Regions from separate parts of the Zea mays genome. Here regions 1 and 2 are each linked to region 3. A link is a contact called in public Hi-C and HiChIP or PLAC-seq data. All regions are on one chromosome and are shown on one strand. Each heading gives the region's core, a stretch centred on a gene start, on an enhancer-like site or on the middle of the called end of the contact. The rest is flanking DNA. Distances are from core to core; before and after follow the strand shown.

Region 1 (4,383 bases), core at 866-3,365, 340 kb after region 3:
CCGACAAGGCTATATTTCGATACTCTCATATTCACCCAAATCCATGTGTATTAAGGTGGATTATGATATAACTTAAACTAATTTACACCTAAGTTCAGCTCAATCCACGTGTATTGAGGTGAATACGAGAATATCCGAACAAGCCCTAAAAAAACTAATCGCCAACGAAATCATGTTTTCTATAATTTGTCTCAAACCTGGGCGGGTTCTTAAAAAAGCTTAAGTCTTATTCGGTTATTCCTATTCGATATGGATTGGATGAGATTAAAAAATATTATGAAGAATTTTGACTTGTTATGGATTCAAATCCACTCAATTCCGTCGTCCAATCTATATGGATTGTAATCGAAACGAACATGTCCTTAGAGTATGTTCGGTTTGATCTCAACCCGTATGAATTAGACAAGATTAAGTAAGTTTAAATAAAAAAGTTAAAAAAATTTCTTAATTTTTTTAATCTCATAAAATAATCCATATGGATTGAGAATAACCAAACAAGGTCTTAGCCAATTTCTTCAGAAATAATGCTCCACAAGAGCTACGGATGCACCGGCCTTTCCACATCGCTAGGCGTACATGCCAAGAACAAAGGCACACGACAGATGAGTAATTCAGACTGAAGTTAAGCAGCGCACCAAGCTCTGGGCAACCTAAGCTCAGAACTTCATATGAGAATGAAGCACCAGATGGCACAAGCCATATATAGGATACAGGAGTAGCGCGCTGTACATACCCAAACCAAACTGTACAGTAGGCAGGAAAGCGGCAAGCCCTTATACTACCTACACGCGATCCATTCAGGCCTGGGATGGGAGTCTCACACTCACGATCTTGGTAGGCCTCGCCTGGGAGGTGGACGACGACGTGCCATGGTCAGGACGATGTCCTCCTACTCGCCCATGGGAAACCAACCAGGAGTACCATTCCGTCGGCGATGCTGCTGCTGCCGCCGCCTCACCCCGGGGCGGCGCGGGGCGACCGGACGGGCCAGAGCGGCAGCCTCCAGACCGACGACGGTCGCTTCCGCCGCGGCGGCTTCGGCAGCGCGCCGGCCGCGGCCTCCTTCTCCGAGCTCAGCATGTTCCACATCACCTGCACGTCCTGGTACCCGCAGGTCTGCACGTCCCGGTGGAGGCTCAGGACGCCACCACACTCTGCATTGCTCCAATTTGTTTGGGAAAAGATTAGGGTGGGGGAAAAGGATTAAGAGATTACTTATTTTTTACTGCTCAAATCAAAACTTCAGTAAAAAAATCAAAACTTGAGGTTAAAAAAAAAGAGATTATTCCGGTGAGGGGAGATGAAAGATCGGACGATGAGCCACAAGAATCGCGAAGGGGATTGGGTGGTCCACGGTCTAGTTGGCTGCGTACACTGACTCCACTCCAGACGGGCGGTTGGGACTTGGGAGCGAGATAGATAGCAAGCATATCATGGATCTTGGCGCCCAGGGACCATTACCCCATCGCCTCAAATAATTTGTTTGTTTGTTGTGATCTATTTTTTTTTCATCTCTCTCCTTTTGTTGCTGTGTCGAGAAACAAGGTAAAGTTTTTTTGTTGCGTTCTACTGCTGCAGTAGATCTGCTGCCGACGTTGCAAGCAGTTTCGTGCTCGTCGCCCAAAAAAGCATACACCACCAATTCTATGAAAAAAGAGCTCCAAAAGCTTCCGATGGCGTTGTGCGAATCCTTAAAAACGTGGCTAGTGGCTTCGCGTTCGCGCAGGAGATTCGTGTCATGACTAATAAGCTTCTGCTCGAACGAACACGGTTACGCCGCTGCCGTGCGGTGCGTGCCGTGCATAGGAACTGAGAAGGAAGCTAGAAGGCCTGCTTACCGCCCTTGCGGACGCGCGCGCGCGCGGCGGCGACGGCGACGGCGAGCCAGGCGCGGCGCACGGACGCGACCACCCTCGCGCGCCACCAGGCCATGACGCGCGTCCCGATCTGCTGCTGCTGCTGGTGGTGGCGCCGCCGCCTACCCGCCGGCGCACGGCTCGGCTGGCCGCCGCCACCGCCGCTGCCTTTGCTTATATCTGACCGACCGGAGCCGATCGGTCTCTCGCGAAGCACTAGTACTACTAGCACTACCTTTGCCCCGCCTGCCTGCCTGCCACTGCCGACAGAGTAGTAGAGCGTTTTTATATGGCTTGGGATCTACAGGTTTCCTCAACCATTTGGCATTTGGGGTCAGCTGCTACGTTGTTGAGTGAGTGTACAGTACAGTACAGCTTGACCTATACTCTTTTTTTTTTTGTATAGCAGATGAGAGTGTTTCACATGAATCTTTCAGAGCAGAATTTCGCATCTCCGTTCTCGCGATCGGGCGAGGATCCTCTAGGTGCTGGCTCACAGGCGTCAAACCACTGCTGTGGCGTAAAATGTCGCCAAAGTGCTCCTGCCGTGCGTGCAAACGCAACGTCAAGAACCATCATGTGCCTGTCTGCGCAGGACTAGAGGACTGTGCATCCAAGTTCCACATCAAGTTCTTCAAGAAAAGAAAAGAAAAGCTGGAAAATCCATCTACGTACGTACGCACGTACGTTTCGTTTCGTAGTAGTAGCTCCAGTTGGCGAGCGGAAAGGCGTGACATTTTTCACACTGCCTGTGAACTGTTGACTTCCACACACAGCTGAACGATGGGTAGGTTTCTGGAACTGGATCGGAGGGAGTGGTGCTGTGCTGTTCTCTGTTCATGCCCGTACCGACGCCCACAAGGCTTCACCCCCGCTCGGCCGCCCCCCGGCGTATCCGATGTGAAGATGGCTTGCCGGAAATGAGGCCACCAATTATTGCCCATATCATTGGTAACTAGCTAGATAAGTAGTACTCCCTCGATTTCGTTTTAGTTGTCGCTGGATAGTGCAAAATTGAACTATCCAACGACAACTAAAAAGAAACAGAGAAAGTATGTAGCAATCTTTGCTGCAGATGAAGCGACGGCGGCACGGCAGACGGCACTGAGGAGTTGCTGTAGATTTGAAGCGACGATATGGGCCAAGATCTCCCCGCCCGCTAGCTGTCCTCGTCGACGGCATGGCATGGTGGACCAAGGTGCCCTGCGCATTAGGGCATGTATGTTTATGTTTAATGTATAGATTCTCGAGGTGTTTAAAGAAATATTTGCAAAAAAAAAAACGTTAAGGAGAGACGTCTTTGGCTCCTAAACCAAGTATCAACAGACGACTCACATTTCCCACTGTACGAATTTGTTATCTGTTCTATCAATCCGATGTTATACAAACACATTTATTTCTATATTTATTAATGGACTATATTTATAGACACCTCATTATATAATATAGTCTTTTAGTTGTCTCTTGTACTTAATAGCCGTTTTGATGTCTGTACACTATAAATGCCCTTTGGCTGCTGCCTGGCGGAGCAAATAAATATGCTGTTCTCGGTTCCATGGACCAGATCCTCTTCCCCCATATGCCTGAAATGTGAGGGAGCGAGAAGCAGAAAACCACATGGCTATGGATATATTGCGGCAGTTGCTCATCTGGTACTATTGGTTCCATATATTTATCCTATGCATGAGCTGTACAGCCATCACATGCATCAGCTAAAACTGTTCAGCACCCAGAATACCCAGATAAACTATTCAACCATAATTCGGACGCCTTTTATATCCAGTATTTCTATTGGGGAGGAAACAAATCCTTTCAATGCTTATCCAGAATGCAGAAAATGACAATGTCAAGGAGTTCTAGGCTACGTAATCAGCCAACAAGGAGACAAGCAGACAGGCCCTGCCTGCATGAATCATTTCAACATGATTGGAAATCTGACGATAGTGGGAACATCCCATCCAATAAGATAGTAAAACCTACATACCAGTGTGCTCTTCATCATACTGATAGGATCAAACCGCTTGCTGCTGATGTAGCTACCAATTTTAAAGGCGGTCCATTATACAGATAACAGGGACAAAAGGTACCTACCTCTACCTGACCATCATGCATACTCGCTGCTATGATACTGAGCAATTGGCAAGTCAGGCCACGCAGATAGAGAGAAAGAGAGACACTGCATTTGTGAATGGATTGTTTCTATACAACTGAATTGTTTGTGAAGCAAGTCCATTGCAATAACAAACTTGAGAGCTTTAATCTAATAGTAGAAGCAAAAGCAATATCTATGACTGAAAAGCATCTAGGTCTAGTTGAGGTTCAGTGATTAATGATAATATTATATTATTGTGACTAACACGTGTTTTATAAAAACAATGTAAGTTAGGTTATAACAATAGAGATTAATTGGGCTTATGTGTTTTTTTATGCATCTATTGATAGAAATCAATTGATTGTCGGTTTTAAAAGCATGAGCGAGAAGATTAAGGTTAGGCTAGTTCTAAATGTCAATAGAGTTGTTGAACAC
Region 2 (4,344 bases), core at 779-3,278, 470 kb after region 3:
TGCACCTCTTTCTCGATCCGGAAATCAAATTCAAACTCCTCGCCCCTCCTCATCCTCTTGGACAAGTGGTTCAGTATCTTCAAGCCAAGCTTCTTCCGCCTCGTCTCCCGTGCATTTTTCAGCTCCTGCGCCTTTTCCGCCTTCATCTTCAGATACTTCTTCCTTGCTCTCTTTGCTTTCTCTGACATGGGTGGGTGCAACACTGACGGTGGCACAGCTTGGAATTCTATCCCCAGGAACTCAATCTTCTCTGATACAGCGCTGTGGATTGAGCTCCCCAATCTGTCCACCCTCACCTCTAAATCCCTCTCCAAGACTGCAATTATCCTGTTCCTGATCTCAATTGTGAGCATCTTCGACCCGGACGTCACAACCAGAATATCATCTAGATATCGAATCGCATATACTCTCACAGGTGTATGCCGAACGCTGTCATCTTTCATTCTAGGATGTTTTTTGTGCACTTCCTCACGGAGGGCCATTATCTCTCCATCCACACGATTGAAGAATATGTTCACTAGCGTGCTAGTGAGCTCTGATTCCTGTGGCAGCCCGCGTCCGAGCTCGCAACCACCAAGCTCAAATGCGACCGCATCAGAGACGAACAGTTCGTTCAGGAACTCCAGGAACCCGGGATCATCGACCTTACTGGAGATGGCACCGAGCAGACGGCAAACGTGGCGAGGGGCGAAGGGCTGCCGCGGGATGGCGACACGGAAGAACCAGGACGCGCTGGGAATGGACTTGAGGTATCGGACAGCTGTGTGGCGGCCGCGGTAAGCGAAGGTGGCTGCGCGCGGGGCGAACACGGCGTCGAGGACGGAGGCGGCGCAGCGCAAAGCGAGGCGGAGCGGTAGCGTGGGGACGGGAAGCGGCTGGCCCTTGATGCGGGACGGGAGGAGGAGGCGGAGGTGGGATGATGGGGATGAGAACGCGGCGGCAGCGGCGGCAATGGTGATTGGTGGGGGCTGGGGCGGGACGGGGAGGGATGGGTGCGCGCGGTGGCTTAGGTGGAGCGCGCAGGAGAGGAGGACGGAGGGGTGCGAGAGGAGGGGGAGAAGAGAGTGGAAGCGGTGGCTGGAGGCAGAGTAGTGACAGCGGCGGAGGAGTTGCTCGAGGTCCGCGGCCGAGAGCGGCGGCGCAGCGGGTGGAGTGGCAGCGGGAGCGTTGGAGAACGCGCGGGGTGTGGGGATGATGAAGAAGTGGCACACGCGGGTGTGGGCGAGGCGGTGGAGCATGAGCGGCGTGTAGATGGAGAAGGTGGACGTGCTGCTCGCTGCGGCGGCCGGGCGGGAGGAAGGTCCGATCGCTGCGCGGCTGCGTCGACAGGGAAGGGATGAGGGACCGTAGCGCGCGATTTGGGCCGAACAATGAGAACGGGCCGACGCGCGAGCACGCGGCAGCGTGCGCAATTTGGGCTGAGCAGTGAGAACGGCCCGACTATCGTGCATGGGGCAGCCTTGTTTAGGTTAAGTAACCCTAGTTAGGGTTATGTGGACAAATATCTGCTTTATCTCTGAGGGGTTTCACATCTCTATATAAGGAACTTGTACACCACCTCATAATACAAAGAAGAGAAAGAGGCCAATGGCCCAACACTATATCCTGTGTCTCGTGTGTTACTCTGTCGTGCTTCTGGGAAGGGAGACGGGTTCTCTACAGCTTCTTGTGCCTCTACTGCTGACGGGAGGGAAGGGAGCAGATCTGGTGATCTGCGGCAACGTAGTTCTCAACACGTTATCAGCACTGCTCTACCCCGACTCGTGGATCCTATCGGCACCGACTCTCCGTCACGCCGGCAGGTCCCGGCCTTGCCGAACTGTCCTACGCGACAGGCTTCGTTCCCGTTTGTCGAACCAGGAATCACGGTATGAAATTTTGAGTGGATCTGCAATTTACTGTTCATCGCGTATATCGCTTGTGAGCCCGTATGCATGCTGCCTGTCAGATCTGATGGCGGCTCGACCGCCCACTAGCCCAGCGAGTAGATCCAGCGGCGGGCCGCCCTCAAGCCCCAGGCCCCAGCGCACAGATCCTCCATGCGGCGACTAGGACACTCCCTGGTGGAGTAGGGGTGGCTCTGGTGGCTGGGCGGTTAGAGACGGAGAAAAAAATAGGCTTGCATGGCTTTTGGGCGATTAACGTTTCCTTGCATGGCGGTTAGAGTCGTGTCTTGCATGGCGGTTGACTTTCTTAGAAAAAAAGAGGAAAGCTAATTTGTGTCATGCAACGACTTGCTTGTGGGCTTCACCATGGCTGGCCGCATGCGGATATGAATTTGCAGCCGTACGAAGCCTATGCGATGGTGCACATGGAGCCTATGTGCCTGTACTGCTGTACCGTTAGCCTATGAAAGATGGAGATGGCGTGGGCGTTTCCCACGAGCGGGTCCTTCGCGTGGACCATTTCTTTCCTCTCCATTTTGGCTAGATAAGATCGAGGTCGATTTTCCATGGGGCTTCTTCCTGGTCGCGAGGCTGCATGGCCGTAAACAAACGTGCGTGCTTGCACAGCGGTTCAAAGAAATAAAAAGGGCTATGGCAGCTTGTTGGTTGAAAAAAGTAAAATAATAGACTTATAACTCAGGGCCTTACGATTTTCCAAAAAAAAACCTTTTAGATTAATCAAGTTTGGTATAATTTATCTATTCTATTTACTTACTGTTATAAATAACAAATAGAATGAAGCATGTTTTATGTTACAATTTCTACCTTATTTAATTATTTCCTGTAGTAAATAATTAGCAAAAAAATAATATATGCTTCAAAATGAGAAAATACCTTTTTGCACTCGATGTGTTTATGTTCGTGTATTAATTTCGGTATTATTTTCTGTTTTATTTCCTGTAGTAAATAGCAGAAAATTATTTGAAATACATGTGGTTATACTACGCATAAATCAAATTGCTCTAAGTATTTGTGTCGCTTTGAGCTTTCGGACTCACATTGAGCAATTAAATTGTATAATGGGTACTCAGACATGCCGAACAGACTGCGTTGTTAATTGACTGAGTTATGACATTGGCTGCGTCATGTGATTGCTATGCCGTAGTCTCGCTTAATCGGACCGCTCCTGTTGAGTCGGACCGCCATCGTCGAGTCACACATTTTTCGTATGCCCTGCAGGCACTGTCCGTCTGTCATGATCATCAAGCCACAGTTGCACCTGTTGTGCACGTTGTGTGGACTTATTGTGTACCCCGACTACCGAGCCACAATTGCGCTTGTTGCGCTTGTTATAAAGGCTTGTTGTATTGTTGTTGCACTGATGGCCACACATACGTTGACGCCAGAACGCTAGAGTTTGTACTTGCGTGGATTGTGGTGTGTCGTTCAAGCCCCTAAAGTCACATTATGCGCAACCTTCGTAAACAATTTTGTTTTCACTCTATATTTTGTTTGATTGTGTTGTGTGGCATCGTATATTTATATATATCGCCAAGTGGCCATAACAACTATATTAAATCTGGGAAATTAAATCGAAATACAATGAAACACAGATAGGTTAAATCTCTGCTCTCTCCTACTGCATAAAGTTTTACCCGAAGTAACCTGAAGAAATTCAATATTAATGCATGAAAGCCTTTTTTTGGCACAGAAAACATCACAAATTGAAATTTTATTAGTAAGCAATAAGACCTTGTCAGATGAATAAATGCTAGAATCTCAGTCATACATTGCTCAACCAGATGTTGGCACATTGCTATTTGTCGCTGAATGGCATGAAGCGAACTTTGAGATAAATGGCTAGTACTTTAGCAACACGAAGTTGCGAGTACATCGAAAGGTAATTCTGAGATTTTTTTTACAATGTTTGTGTGAAAAACCATTGTGTGTTCCCGTCAAACTACTTTACTCGTCCTATCTAGGACCTCTATGCTTTGCATACATCTCTCAGAATTGTAAATACTTATAGTCGTTGAATTGACTTGGAATAGTCCTTTGACTGGTATGGTATACACTATAAGCTAAATGGTAAAGGTCAGTCCTAAATGGACACATACCTGGGGTTTATGTAGCCGAACTACACTGAATTCCACCCTTTGGCATGCTTACCATTATCTACCACCGATCTACCAGAAGTGAGAAGAGTAGACAAATAACTATGAAATCCCACATCACCACAGAGCTTGAAGCTAAATTAGACATTAACATGTCCTTGGTCCTCGGAGCCAGAAGAGCCATATGTCTTGACCACTAGACTACTAGTGATGATAATTTGTGATGGAAATATGAAGATCTTGTAGAGACCTGTTGTATCCTCTCTACCCCTGATGATTTCTTCGTATGAGAGCAGTACTATATGTCGTTGAAGACGGATCCTAGGCGGATACCAGTCTTGTTT
Region 3 (4,437 bases), core at 1,001-3,500:
GGCAGATGGAGCAATCTACAAGTACCCGAGCATGGATGCCACCCCCACGGCCGCACCAATCCACCAACTGGTCACTTCCGCCACATGACCATGCGACGGCGTCGGCGCTTCAGCAGTAGTGTCCGGAGCCTCCGCGGCATCGCCCTCCGAGGACGGTAGCGTCGTCGGAGATGGCCTCAACGAAGCTAACGTCGGCGCAGGGCTGGGCGCGATGGCCATCTGCCTCATCCTCGGCGCGGGCGGCGACGGCAGCGGCGGCCGCGGCCTGGTGATGACGCCCGGCGGCACGACGAAGTTGCTGATCTGGAGCACCGATATGTTGTACGGCCGGGCGGTCACCGCCCTCCTGAACGTGGCGCTGACCAGCGACCCGGGCGCGGCCGATACGAAGACAGCGCCGGCGCGCCCTACTGCGGTGACGTTCAGGAACCCCGTGCGGTTCAGCGCGGCCCCCGTGGTCTGGAACAGCGTGGTGACCACGGCGGGCTGGCCGCTCCGGGGCAGCGCGGCCAGCTTGGCCGCGTCGATGTAGTCGAGCGCAACGTGGACGGAGACAAGCTCCACGAGCGCGGCGCGCGGCAGCCTGGCGCTGCGGCGCAGGAGCCAGTCCACCGCCGAGTTGTCCGGGACCAGCACGGTGACGGCGCTCCGGCGGTTCACCTCGCGCGCGACGCGGGTCTTGCTGAGGAGGAGGTTGAAGAGCTTGAACTCCGGGTACCGGCTGAGGATCTCCGTCACGTTGAAGGCGGCGGCGTCGCCGGTAGCCGGTGGGGCGGCGACGGCGGCGGCGGGCAGGAGGAAGAGGAACACGAGCGCGAGCAAGGAGGTGGTAGGAGCCATCATGCGTGCGCCGATACACGTACGTACGTACACGCGCAAGCACTGGTACCGCACGGCGTGTGGCACGTAGATATAGAGAGCGCGAGAGGAATTGGAGGACAGGAGGGGTTTAAGGTCTGGACAGTTAGAGTGAATCAGTGAAGACTGCAGATCTCACTCTCACAGTCCGATGACCACTTCTTCAGGCGCTGTCATGATGCATGCATGTTACCTTACATACAGGGGCAAGTTTGATCGTGCTAGTGGTCAGGAATGATTGTCATGACCAGGATTCTTGCCTATTTTTCATTGTACTGTCAATTTAGTAGAGAGTGAGAGAGAGAGAGAGAGAAAAGAGAGGGAATTATGATGCATTTGATCAGCTTTTGAAACCTGCTTCTCTGCCTAAAAAAATAGAAGATGAATAAAAAGGGTTTAGTTTTTCTGTAGCTACTTTGAAAAAGCATTTCGCTTGGACCCTACTTTTATTGCTTATCCAAATTCGTTATCTTAATAAATAGTAGTTGAACCAAATGCACCCTTAGCTAAGTTCCTAGTCTAAGAATGAGAATGGGCCTTCCCGGGTTTGGGGTGGGCTGACCTGACTAAGACAGGCATTTTGTGCTTCAGAGCCATATACTATTCGCATGAGCCTATGTTTGGTTGTCTGCATCCGTACATTCACCCAATACATCCGTATCTTATATTGCACAAGCTGAAACACATTCATGCGCAAATCAGATGTCATGTTGTCGCCAGCTGTAGCTTCAGCTTTTAGCTCGTGTGCTGATGTATAGTATAGCTCAACAAGCGGATAGATGCAAATAGATTGGTGTCTGGTCAGAAAAAAGGGGAAGAGCGCAAAACGGGAGTCGAGTATGTTTAGTTTAACTTTTTTTCGACTAGCTTTTTTGAATCTGGCCGTGAGAAGAACTGCTAGAAGTGAAGAGAATGTGGGTATCGTTACTTGCGGTAGAAAATGAAGATGTTCATAAGATTCACAAACTTTAGAAAGTAACTATTCTTACTATTACAACAACTTAGCTGATTATGTTTTATGTTGATTTTGATGAATTTAACTAAATTGGTTTTTATAGAAATTGGTTGAGAAGCTATAGGGCTTGTTCGCTGCGGCTTGCTGCGGCTGCGGCTTCTACAGTATTTTTCTCTCTATGGATTGCAGCTGCAGCAATCCAAACAGCTGCAACAGTGTCGGCTTGTAGCCAGCCGAACACGCCCATATCTTTGGTAGTAGCCGGAAGCTGAAAAAAGTGAAGGACCGACAGCGGGTGGTCAGAATCTGCCGGAGGCAGCAGATTTGCGCCACTCGATCAGGGATCGGTGCCACTGACTGATCCGATCAGGTCCAGACCTCTTCCATACCAAACAGCGGGGTGAGTCGCCTCGCCGGCCCTCCTCCCGCCAGCCAACTCCCCGTCCACCCGCTCCCGCCACCGTATCCGTAAACCCAATCCCCCATTTCCCCTAGGGGGCATGCTGCGCGCGGGCCTCCCCTCCACGCTCACCAGCTCGTAGCCGTTTCCTGCCGCTCCTGGCTCCTGCACCGAGCGGCAAACCCGCGCCGCCGCCGCCGCCGATGGAGGCCACCGGCAGGGGGCTGTTCCCGAACAAGCCCACCCTCCCGGCGGGGCCGAGGAAACGGGGCCCGCTCCTCCCGGCCGCGCCCCCGCCACCGTCCCCCTCCTCGCTCCCGCTCGACTCGCTCCTGCTCCACCTCACCGCGCCCGCCCCCGCGCCGGCCCCCGCGCCGCGGCGGTCGCACCAGACGCCGACGCCGCCGCACTCCTTCCTCTCCCCCGACGCGCAGGTGCTGGTGCTCGCCATCTCCTCGCACCCGCTCCCCACGCTGGCGGCCTTCCTGGCCTCCCGCCGCGACGAGCTCCTCCGCGCGGACATCACGTCCCTGCTCAAGGCGCTGGAGCTCTCGGGGCACTGGGAGTGGGCGCTCGCGCTCCTCCGGTGGGCAGGCAAGGAGGGTGCCGCCGACGCGTCGGCGCTCGAGATGGTCGTCCGCGCGCTGGGCCGCGAGGGCCAGCACGACGCCGTCTGCGCGCTGCTCGACGAAACGCCGCTCCCGCCGGGCTCCCGCCTCGACGTCCGCGCCTACACCACCGTGCTGCACGCGCTCTCCCGCGCGGGCCGGTACGAGCGCGCGCTCGAGCTCTTCGCCGAGCTCCGGCGCCAGGGGGTGGCGCCCACGCTCGTCACCTACAACGTCGTGCTGGACGTGTACGGGCGGATGGGCCGGTCGTGGCCGCGGATCGTCGCCCTCCTCGATGAGATGCGCGCCGCCGGGGTCGAGCCCGACGGCTTCACCGCCAGCACGGTGATCGCCGCGTGCTGCCGCGACGGGCTGGTTGACGAGGCGGTGGCGTTCTTCGAGGACCTCAAGGCCCGCGGCCACGCCCCGTGCGTCGTCACGTACAACGCGTTGCTCCAGGTGTTCGGCAAGGCCGGGAACTACACGGAGGCGCTGCGCGTGCTCGGGGAGATGGAGCAGAACGGCTGCCAGCCAGATGCTGTGACGTACAACGAGCTCGCCGGAACGTACGCCCGGGCTGGGTTCTTCGAGGAGGCTGCCAGGTGCCTGGACACAATGGCATCCAAGGGTCTGTTGCCAAACGCATTCACGTACAACACCGTGATGACAGCCTATGGGAATGTTGGGAAGGTGGATGAGGCGCTCGCTCTGTTTGACCAGATGAAGAAGACCGGGTTCGTGCCGAACGTGAACACGTACAATCTTGTCCTTGGCATGCTTGGCAAGAAGTCAAGGTTCACGGTGATGCTAGAGATGCTTGGAGAGATGTCGAGGAGCGGATGCACACCGAACCGGGTAACATGGAACACAATGCTTGCAGTCTGTGGGAAGCGTGGCATGGAGGACTACGTCACCCGGGTTCTGGAGGGGATGAGGTCTTGCGGGGTTGAACTGAGCCGAGACACCTACAACACCCTGATAGCTGCGTACGGCCGGTGTGGCTCGAGGACTAATGCCTTCAAGATGTACAACGAGATGACCAGCGCTGGATTCACCCCCTGCATCACCACGTACAACGCGTTGCTGAACGTGCTGTCGCGGCAGGGCGACTGGTCCACCGCCCAGTCGATCGTAAGCAAAATGAGGACCAAGGGGTTCAAGCCGAACGAGCAGTCGTATTCGCTGCTGCTCCAGTGCTACGCGAAGGGGGGCAACGTGGCAGGGATAGCCGCGATCGAGAACGAGGTGTACGGATCAGGTGCCGTTTTCCCAAGCTGGGTGATCCTGAGGACCCTTGTCATCGCCAATTTCAAGTGCCGGCGACTGGATGGCATGGAGACGGCGTTTCAAGAGGTGAAGGCCAGAGGCTACAACCCGGACCTCGTGATATTCAACTCCATGCTGTCCATCTACGCGAAGAACGGGATGTACAGCAAGGCCACCGAGGTCTTCGACTCCATCAAGCGGAGCGGGCTGAGCCCCGACCTCATCACCTACAACAGCCTGATGGACATGTACGCCAAGTGCAGCGAGTCGTGGGAGGCCGAGAAGATACTGAACCAGCTCAAGTGCTCCCAGACGATGAAGCCCGACGTGGTGTCCTACAACACGGTCAT

What was found. Hi-C and Micro-C count contacts between places; a contact is called where the count stands out from the background. HiChIP or PLAC-seq counts read pairs in DNA pulled down with a chosen protein or histone mark.
Region 1: a Hi-C map of leaf shows a contact between it and region 3, with 6 times the contacts expected there. The contact joins the promoter of LOC100278675 here to the promoter of PPR10 in region 3. A contact is called at or near these places in 2 of 25 Hi-C or Micro-C datasets (both in leaf) and 1 of 3 datasets of contacts at active chromatin or transcription factors (leaf).
Region 2: an H3K4me3 HiChIP or PLAC-seq map of leaf shows a contact between it and region 3, with 5 times the contacts expected there. The contact joins the promoter of LOC103629684 here to the promoter of PPR10 in region 3. A contact is called at or near these places in 6 of 25 Hi-C or Micro-C datasets (ear, leaf, root tip and 1 more) and 1 of 3 datasets of contacts at active chromatin or transcription factors (leaf).

The regions. Positions count from the first base shown.
Region 1 is chr6:104,775,452-104,779,834 of Zm-B73-REFERENCE-NAM-5.0, reverse strand. It overlaps LOC100278675, which reads right to left and starts at 2,115. Exons shown (of 2, transcript NM_001151874.2): 1 at 1,839-2,115; 2 at 645-1,154. The coding sequence starts at 1,932. The coding sequence ends at 955.
Region 2 is chr6:104,650,365-104,654,708 of Zm-B73-REFERENCE-NAM-5.0, reverse strand. LOC103629684 (RNA-directed DNA polymerase (reverse transcriptase)) reads right to left here and starts at 2,028. Exons shown (of 3, transcript XM_020539364.1): 1 at 1-2,028. The coding sequence starts at 1,451.
Region 3 is chr6:105,117,480-105,121,916 of Zm-B73-REFERENCE-NAM-5.0, reverse strand. PPR10 (Pentatricopeptide repeat-containing protein 10, chloroplastic) reads left to right here and starts at 2,250. Exons shown (of 1, transcript NM_001163740.1): 1 at 2,250-4,437. The coding sequence starts at 2,417. LOC103629688 (fasciclin-like arabinogalactan protein 14) reads right to left here and starts at 935. Exons shown (of 1, transcript XM_008650802.4): 1 at 1-935. The coding sequence starts at 843. The coding sequence ends at 16.